Regions from separate parts of the Gossypium hirsutum genome. Here region 2 is linked to region 1. A link is a contact called in public Hi-C data. All regions are on one chromosome and are shown on one strand. Each heading gives the region's core, a stretch centred on a gene start, on an enhancer-like site or on the middle of the called end of the contact. The rest is flanking DNA. Distances are from core to core; before and after follow the strand shown.

Region 1 (3,689 bases), core at 397-2,896:
ATGTCTGGTTGCATGCACTCATGAATGTCCACCAATAGCCCCACTGTGAAACAAGTCAAAAAGTTTCTTCCTCAATTTTGGATCCTGAACAACTACTACATTTCCTTTCCTTCTTAACACTCTGCCATGCCATGAGGATTTCGAATACAGATGAGGGTCCTTTTGTAAATCTAAGCAAATCTGCTGCAAAATAGGATTAGTGCCACAAGAATTCAATATTTGTTCACATACCTCAGACCAGGAAATATTTCCCTTGCATTGGAACAGTTGCCCTTCTTATACATAATCCACTTGAGACAATGCATCAGCTACTATATTTTGGCTTCCTTTTCTATAAATGATAGAATAATCATACCCAAGCATCTTTCCAACGCATTTCTGTTGATAAGGTGTAAAAGCTTGTCTGTTAGAAAGGAACCGCAGGCTCTAGTGGTCAGCTTTGATGCTGAAATGTCTGCTTACTAAATATGGATGTCGTTTTTTAACAACCAGTAATACTATGAGCATTTCCTTGTCATACATGGACAAGGACTGATGTTTGACTCCCAACCCTTTGCTGAAGAAAGCAACAGTTCTCTTTTTTTGTTACAAGACTGCCCCTATACCGTGACTACAAGCATCAGTCTCTACACAAAACTAATATCTGAAATTAGGAAGAACCAACACAAGTGCTTGAGTCATTGCTGCCTTGAGTTGATTAAAGGCTGTCTGTTCTTTGTTAAACGAACTCCAAGGTGTCTCTTTTTTTAACAATGCTGTTAAGGTCTTGACAATTGTTCCATAGTGTCGAATGAACCTTCTGTAAAAAACCGAGAGCTTTAGAAAACCTTGCAACTCTTTATCAAAACAGGGGTAAGCCAATGAAAATCCCCATCAACTTTCGAGGGGTCCATTGAAACAGATCATTGAGATATAATATGCCCCAGATATTCCACTTCTGTAGTGCCAAAACTACATTTTCCCTTGTTGGCATACAATTGGTGATATCTTAGAATATTTAAGACCTCACATAGATGAGTCAAATGTTTTTACCAGCTAGCAGAATACACTAGGATGTATCAAAAAAATAACATTGTCTTCCGTAGCAGTTGTTTGAAGACACTGTTCTTTAATGATTGAAAACTAGAGGGTGCATTGGTCACGCCAAATGGTATGACCAGGAATTCACAGTGTCCCTCATGAATCCTAAAGGTTGTTTTATGTATGTCGCCCTCCCACATTCGAATCTGGTGGTACCGGGACCTGAAATCCAGTTTGGAGAAATAGGTCGCTTATCCCAACTCATCCAACAGTTCCTTGATCACAAGAATAGAGAATTTGTCCTTGATAGTTAGCTGGTTAAGCTGCCTATAATCCACACATAATCACCTGCTGCCATCTTTCTTTTTCACCATAACAATTGGTGATGCAAAGGGACTGTTATTTTCCCTTATAATCCCAGTATCAATAATTTCCTTGATAAGCTTTTCAATTTCATTCTTTTAAACAGCAGGGTACCTATATGGATGGACCTTGACCACTTAAGTCTCATCTTGAACGGGTATCTTGTGGTCCTGTAATCTGACAGAAGGAAGGCCTTTAGGATCCTCAAATTCATTTAAGAGCAATTCAACATCTTTGTGCACAGTCTGTGATGGTAAGGTCAGAGTGGTTTGGATAGAACTAGTCAACAACATGAGAGTGGGGCCCTGTCCCATCACACTGAAGTATTTAGAAATTTGAGCACCAGAAGAAACATGTAGACTCTCAGGAAGAATACCTTGGAGAGTACAGGACGTCCCTAAATACTCGAATTGCATTGTAAGAGAAGAGAAATTCCAGATAATTGACCCTAGTGAAAAGAGCCATTGGACACCAAGAACTAAATCACAACCTTTTACTGGAAGCACCATAAAATCAGTGGATATTTAACACCCTTGCGCATCCCATTTCACCAAACGACTGACCCCCTAAGTAGCTAATTGCACACAATTAGCAACCATCACTATAAGCTTACAAGAAGAATCCACAGGTAGATGTAGTTGCTTCACTAGCTTGCAGTCCACAAAATTGTGAGTACTGCCTGAATCTACCAAAATAATGGCCTCACATTAACCAATTCGAGCTGCTAGTCGCATTGTGTTGTGACCCTGAGAACCACTAAGGGCATGCAAAGACAGAACAGAAGTTACTAACTCAACTTCAACTTCAGTCACTTCTAACTTCTCAGGGCAATCTTGAAACTTATCAGAAGTAAGGCTCTTAAGTTTATTATCCAGCTCAACCGAGGCTTCAATCACCAATTGATAAATTTAAGACTTGGTACATTTATGCCCTAGTGTGTATTTGGAGGGATACCAAAAACATAGTTCTTCTGTCTTCCATCTCAATCTATGAAAGAGCTTTAACTAGAGTTTTTGTATGAGAATTGTTGGAAGAATGAACTCCTGGTATAGTGTGAGAGTTGTATCCTTTAACTAGAGGCAATAAAGGCTTGGGGGAGCTAAAGTTCCCTCCTATACGAGTATTTTTCTTAGTAACAGGACCGACTATATCCTCCACTTCAATAGCACTAGTGAAGGCCTCTATCAAGGGGGTTAGCTTGAATAATCGTAAATACTGACCAATATAGGGTTTGAGATTATGCACAAAAATACTCGAGCCATAAATCTCAGGAAAACGTAGTTGATTCAAAAGGCTCACAAACTGGTCATAATATTGGTTGACCGTACCAGTTTAAGAGCCACCAACTCAGTCATAGGGTCTAAGTGCCTACGAGATACGAATCTCTCCTGCAAGGCTCGCGCATAAGCCTCCCAAGTCAATTGTTGAAAGCCACCATGTTGTTCAAAAAAGAAATGGTGCCACTCCAGGGCCTTTCCCTCTAAATACAACATCACGATTCGAACCTTAGTTGAATCTTCCACGTTTTTAGCTTTGAAAAACTGCTTAAGCTTGGACCATACCCGAAAGTCTGTTCCATCAAATCGAGGCCAAGTAAGCTGGAACCCTTTTCCTAAAAGATCCCCTAAGCTTGCTAGAAAGTAAGTACCCGTGTGTCCGAGATCTATAACTGGTGACATAACTAGGTTATCCTTGGGTGGAAATCCTGGTGACAGTGTTCCCAAAAGTCCCTTACCCCTATCTGAAACCCCTCCATGAACAGTGGTTGAAGGTAGTCCAAAATACTGCTCAAAAAATGAATGCATCTCAGCTCTAATTTCCCATCGTATTTCCCCCTTAAAATCCTCATGAACCTTGAAACGAGAGTCCAACTTCATTTCCAGTTTAGTATCGAGCTTGTTGTCAATCTGGGAAAGCTCGTGTTACAGAAGCCCCAATTCCTTTTGCAGTCATGTCATGACTCCGTCATTGGCCATGAGAATCATCTGGCTTTGATACGTTTGGTGAGAAATGAAGGTTTGAAGGAAAAATTCCAGGAAGAAGAAAGATGAAAGCAAGAGAGAGAGAGGTAGAAGAAAGAATTAAGAGAAGAAGAAATTGTTTCTGTATATTTCCATAACTACCTTTCCCCCCACGGATTGGCCAATAAAAAGAGAAATAAAGGCACCAATAATAACATCCTGGCAAGAGCCAAAGACACAGTATTACTAGCTATGTAAAACGTTCCATTTAAGTACTAGTATACCCCATTACACGCACCGTTTTCATTAATCCTTACCCCCAAAACACACTGTTTCATTATGATA
Region 2 (3,689 bases), core at 362-2,861, 94 kb before region 1:
ATGGAGAAGAGGTAGACATTTTACATTGATAGTGATTAATGTAAAAGAAAAATGAGCATATATGATAAATCCTGCTCTAACAAATAAAGCATGAAATAGAATTCCAGTATATCAAAAATCATGGGTAGAGTAGACTACATCGTTTGCAATTCATACCACAACCATTGACACCCAAAATATGCATCAAAAGAAACAGAAGAAAAGCTTCTTACAGTCAGCATAGGCCAAAATGTTGCCTTCAGTTCTTTATAGATATTAGCCGAGGATTCAAAACGCAAGAACCCCAAAACTACATAATATATACTGTTCTAGATTGCAGCCCAAACTGTTTGATCAAAGATAACTTTTGCTGGAACCACCCACCAGTCATCGAAAGGAAACTGGAACTCAAAGTGTTTCAGTGCTCCATGGAAAAAAAATGACTCAAAGCAGCAAAACATATAAACTATGAACCACAAGTATTACCTCTCAAAACTGGTAATAATAATGAGAAAGGGATCCATGAAGAGTAAATCCAACAAGGCCCGATCTGAAGGCTTTCCTTCATAACACTACATACAGGCTATACAATATGAGCTGAATGCAATATATGTTTACGTTTAAAGGATTAATAGAGAGAAACTACTTGTGCAATCTAATTTCCTATTGAATAGACTATCCCCCTTATTGCCATTTTGGCTATCACTGGTTTGGCTTTAAGAGCTTGTTCGTATGCAATCCAATTATGTTCTGGAACATATTGGAGTACCTCATAAAGTGTCCATCCCTGTTAATCATTCATAAGAATCAAATAAATACTGAGATAGGAAAAAAAAACAATATTGTAGCATTTAGATTTCACTTCATTTTATTTTGAGGACTCCAGCTTTCACTTGGTTTTTGAAAGCTAATCTGCATAAACCTCAAATTTCCAAGAAAGCACAAATCATAAATAAAGACCCCCTTTTTCTTTTACAAGCAATGTTTCAGATTTCATGGTTAGTTTAGAAAGTTATAAACACCTCAACAGTTTTCAAGATTAAAATCATAAAATGACGAACGAAAGAGATTAACCAACTCTAGCACAGAGAGAAGTGAAACCAAGGAAAACTACTACCAAGCAAAAATACCCTTCTCAAAACAAGAGCATACCAAAAAAAAGCTCTTTTGAAACGAATCATTATTCAACTCTAAGTAAAACAGGAAATAGAATTAAAATGCAAAAAAAAAAATTGAAAAACCTAGGAGATAACTTACATGCCAATAATCATGATCAATTATAAGTAACTTGGATACAACAAACGTGTCAAATCCAAGAACGATAGAGGCATTGATTGCTCTACTACTCAACTTCTCGACATCATCATGGCCATCACCATCATCACCGTGACCACCTCCAACCTCTGAAGAAGAAGCCTTCAAAGTTTTGGAGCCATTTGGGAACAAAAGCTTCTTAGGTTCATGGGAATGACTGTTCTTCTTTGAAGCCAATTCTTTGTCCTCTATGACTGATTGAATGACCCAATCTGCGCTTCTTGGTACCTTTCTTTGGAGCCCAGAAATTAATAAGCAAACAAAACTTTGCGGAAGAGAAATTGGAAAAGAAAAGTACCAAGAAGCGCTCGTGCCAAGTCAATTTGCTGCCCTGTAGTTGAAACTGCAGAAAGGAGATAGATGATGAAACAATGAAAGAAGATGATGTGAAGGAAGAAGAAGCAAAAATGTTTACCTGACCTTGGATGAAGGGGAGGAATGCCGGAGTCGAAGGGTATGTGAAATGGCTGCTGATTGAGAGTGTTTTTGACGTGAAATTTTGGTAAGGGTAGAATAGGTTTCTTCAAGCAACGAATAGGTAAACGGTGAAGAAGGCACGGAATAGAAATCCCCAAAAATCTCTGTTTAAGTCCGGAATGGAATCCACCCGTAATAAGGTATTACGTTGAACCAAATGCCAGTTTAAGTTGGCCTGAAGAATAGGTTAGTAATAGGCATGTAATGGTTTAGCTATTACCTTCAACCAATCATGCTCTAATTCTTTTTATTTTAAATATATTTTTTAATATTATTATTTTTTTACATCAATTTTATTTTAAAATTTTTATTTTATTCATTACATCAATAATTTTAATTTAATGTAGGAAAAACACAAAAAATAATTATATCTAAATTCTAAACTCTAAAACCTAATATTATAATTAAACTTAATTATTTTAATCGATAATATTAGTACATATCCCGTACATAGGGACTACGTACCCATAATCGCGTTAATAAGGAACGCAACGATCTAAGGGTTTTTTCCCGCTTAAAGAGCTAACTATCTAAAGGCCTAGGTAAAGGTCTAGAGCCAGAGTAGGCAAGAGCAGTCCTTCAAGTGGAAGAAAGCTTTATCCATTTTGAGTTGCCCTCCAGTCATTGTGCTGAGTTCTAAGTGCTTCAATTCGATATCCACTGGAGTAGCTACTAATTGTGATGAAGGAGGATAGGGATGTTCACACTATAGCTCAAGAAATTGTGTTGTAAACTTTCCTATTCGATTTTTCGCTTTCTCGCCAATTCTTTTATACACAAATTGCCATTAATGCTAATAGCGTGATATTAATTCTAGACCTGTGATATTATTTGATATATTAAATTAAAGCTGCACATGTGGATATAAAGTTGCCTAAATGAATAGAATTTTAAATATTAAATATTCAATACGTTATTAATGTCATTGAATTAAACGAATTCAAATGAATTTATATTAATTCACCTTTATTTTAAATAATAATTTTTAAATTTATATATTTATCATAATAAAAAATTATAATTTTAAAAATTAAATATTTATATTAGTTTGTTTTTATTATCTAAATATTAGTATTGTTAAAATGCTATAAAATTTAATTGATAAATGCAACAAAATCTGTGATTTATTAAAAATTTACCTCAGCTGTATAAATATTATTTTAATAAATTATTAGGTTTTTAGTAAAAATAATTTATTGGTTTTTAGTAAAAATTTTCTTTTATAAAATGTTCATTTTGCAACATGTTAATATTCTTTTCATCAAGTCAAAAGAGTTTAGAAAAAATATTAATTACCATTATAAATCATTTCAAGTCTTTGTAAACATATGTGGACAATGCTAATTTGTAAAATAGGTGTTTGAAGCTTGTCGACTAAAACAAGGTCATTTAGGTTAAAGAATTTGAGAATAAATTAGAATTCTAAACAATTTAAATAAAAATATTCAAAATAGTATAAAAATATTTTGAAGGCTCAAAAATTATTTTAAAACTATTTAGAATTTTTTTGTGGGTGATCGAAAATGTTCAGGGTTGAAAACAAGACCTTGGAAGCCAAAATGGATCAAAATGGTGCAGTGTTGATACAAGGCTAAGTGGTTGTGAAGTTGAAGCAGGGGACGTCGCGATATAACTCCCTGACTTAAGAAGTCATGATGTTGGGGAATTCGTGGTTGCGACGTTTGAAGGCAAATTCATGACATGGTGACACCAAAGTTGCGACAGGATTCACTAAAACTTGGTGACACTTCAAAACACCCCCACACATCACCATATTGTATCAATAAGTTCCAAATCGATTTTATCACATTTAAATTACCTTTAAATTCATTTTCATCTCCAAATACATACACCGCATTTTCAAAAATCAAGCTAAAACTTATCATTCATTGAAGTAAAACCAAGTCATAAACATGATC

The links. Hi-C and Micro-C count contacts between places; a contact is called where the count stands out from the background.
Region 2: a Hi-C map of leaf shows a contact between it and region 1, with 4 times the contacts expected there. The contact joins the promoter of LOC107895765 here to the enhancer-like site in region 1. A contact is called at or near these places in 13 of 34 Hi-C or Micro-C datasets (anther, callus, cotyledon and 3 more).

What each region holds. Positions count from the first base shown.
Region 1 is chrA10:22,220,283-22,223,971 of Gossypium_hirsutum_v2.1, reverse strand. No RefSeq gene overlaps it. Among protein-coding and RNA genes, the nearest start is that of LOC107897547, 8.4 kb to the right of the region's middle. Within about 2 kb of position 1,646, at least 2 of the 9 cell types and tissues checked have an H3K27ac peak or open chromatin away from gene starts, as enhancers often do. A contact at or near this core is called in cotyledon and leaf, where this site is marked.
Region 2 is chrA10:22,314,115-22,317,803 of Gossypium_hirsutum_v2.1, reverse strand. LOC107895765 reads right to left here and starts at 1,611. Exons shown (of 3, transcript XM_041078986.1): 1 at 1,237-1,611. The coding sequence starts at 1,611.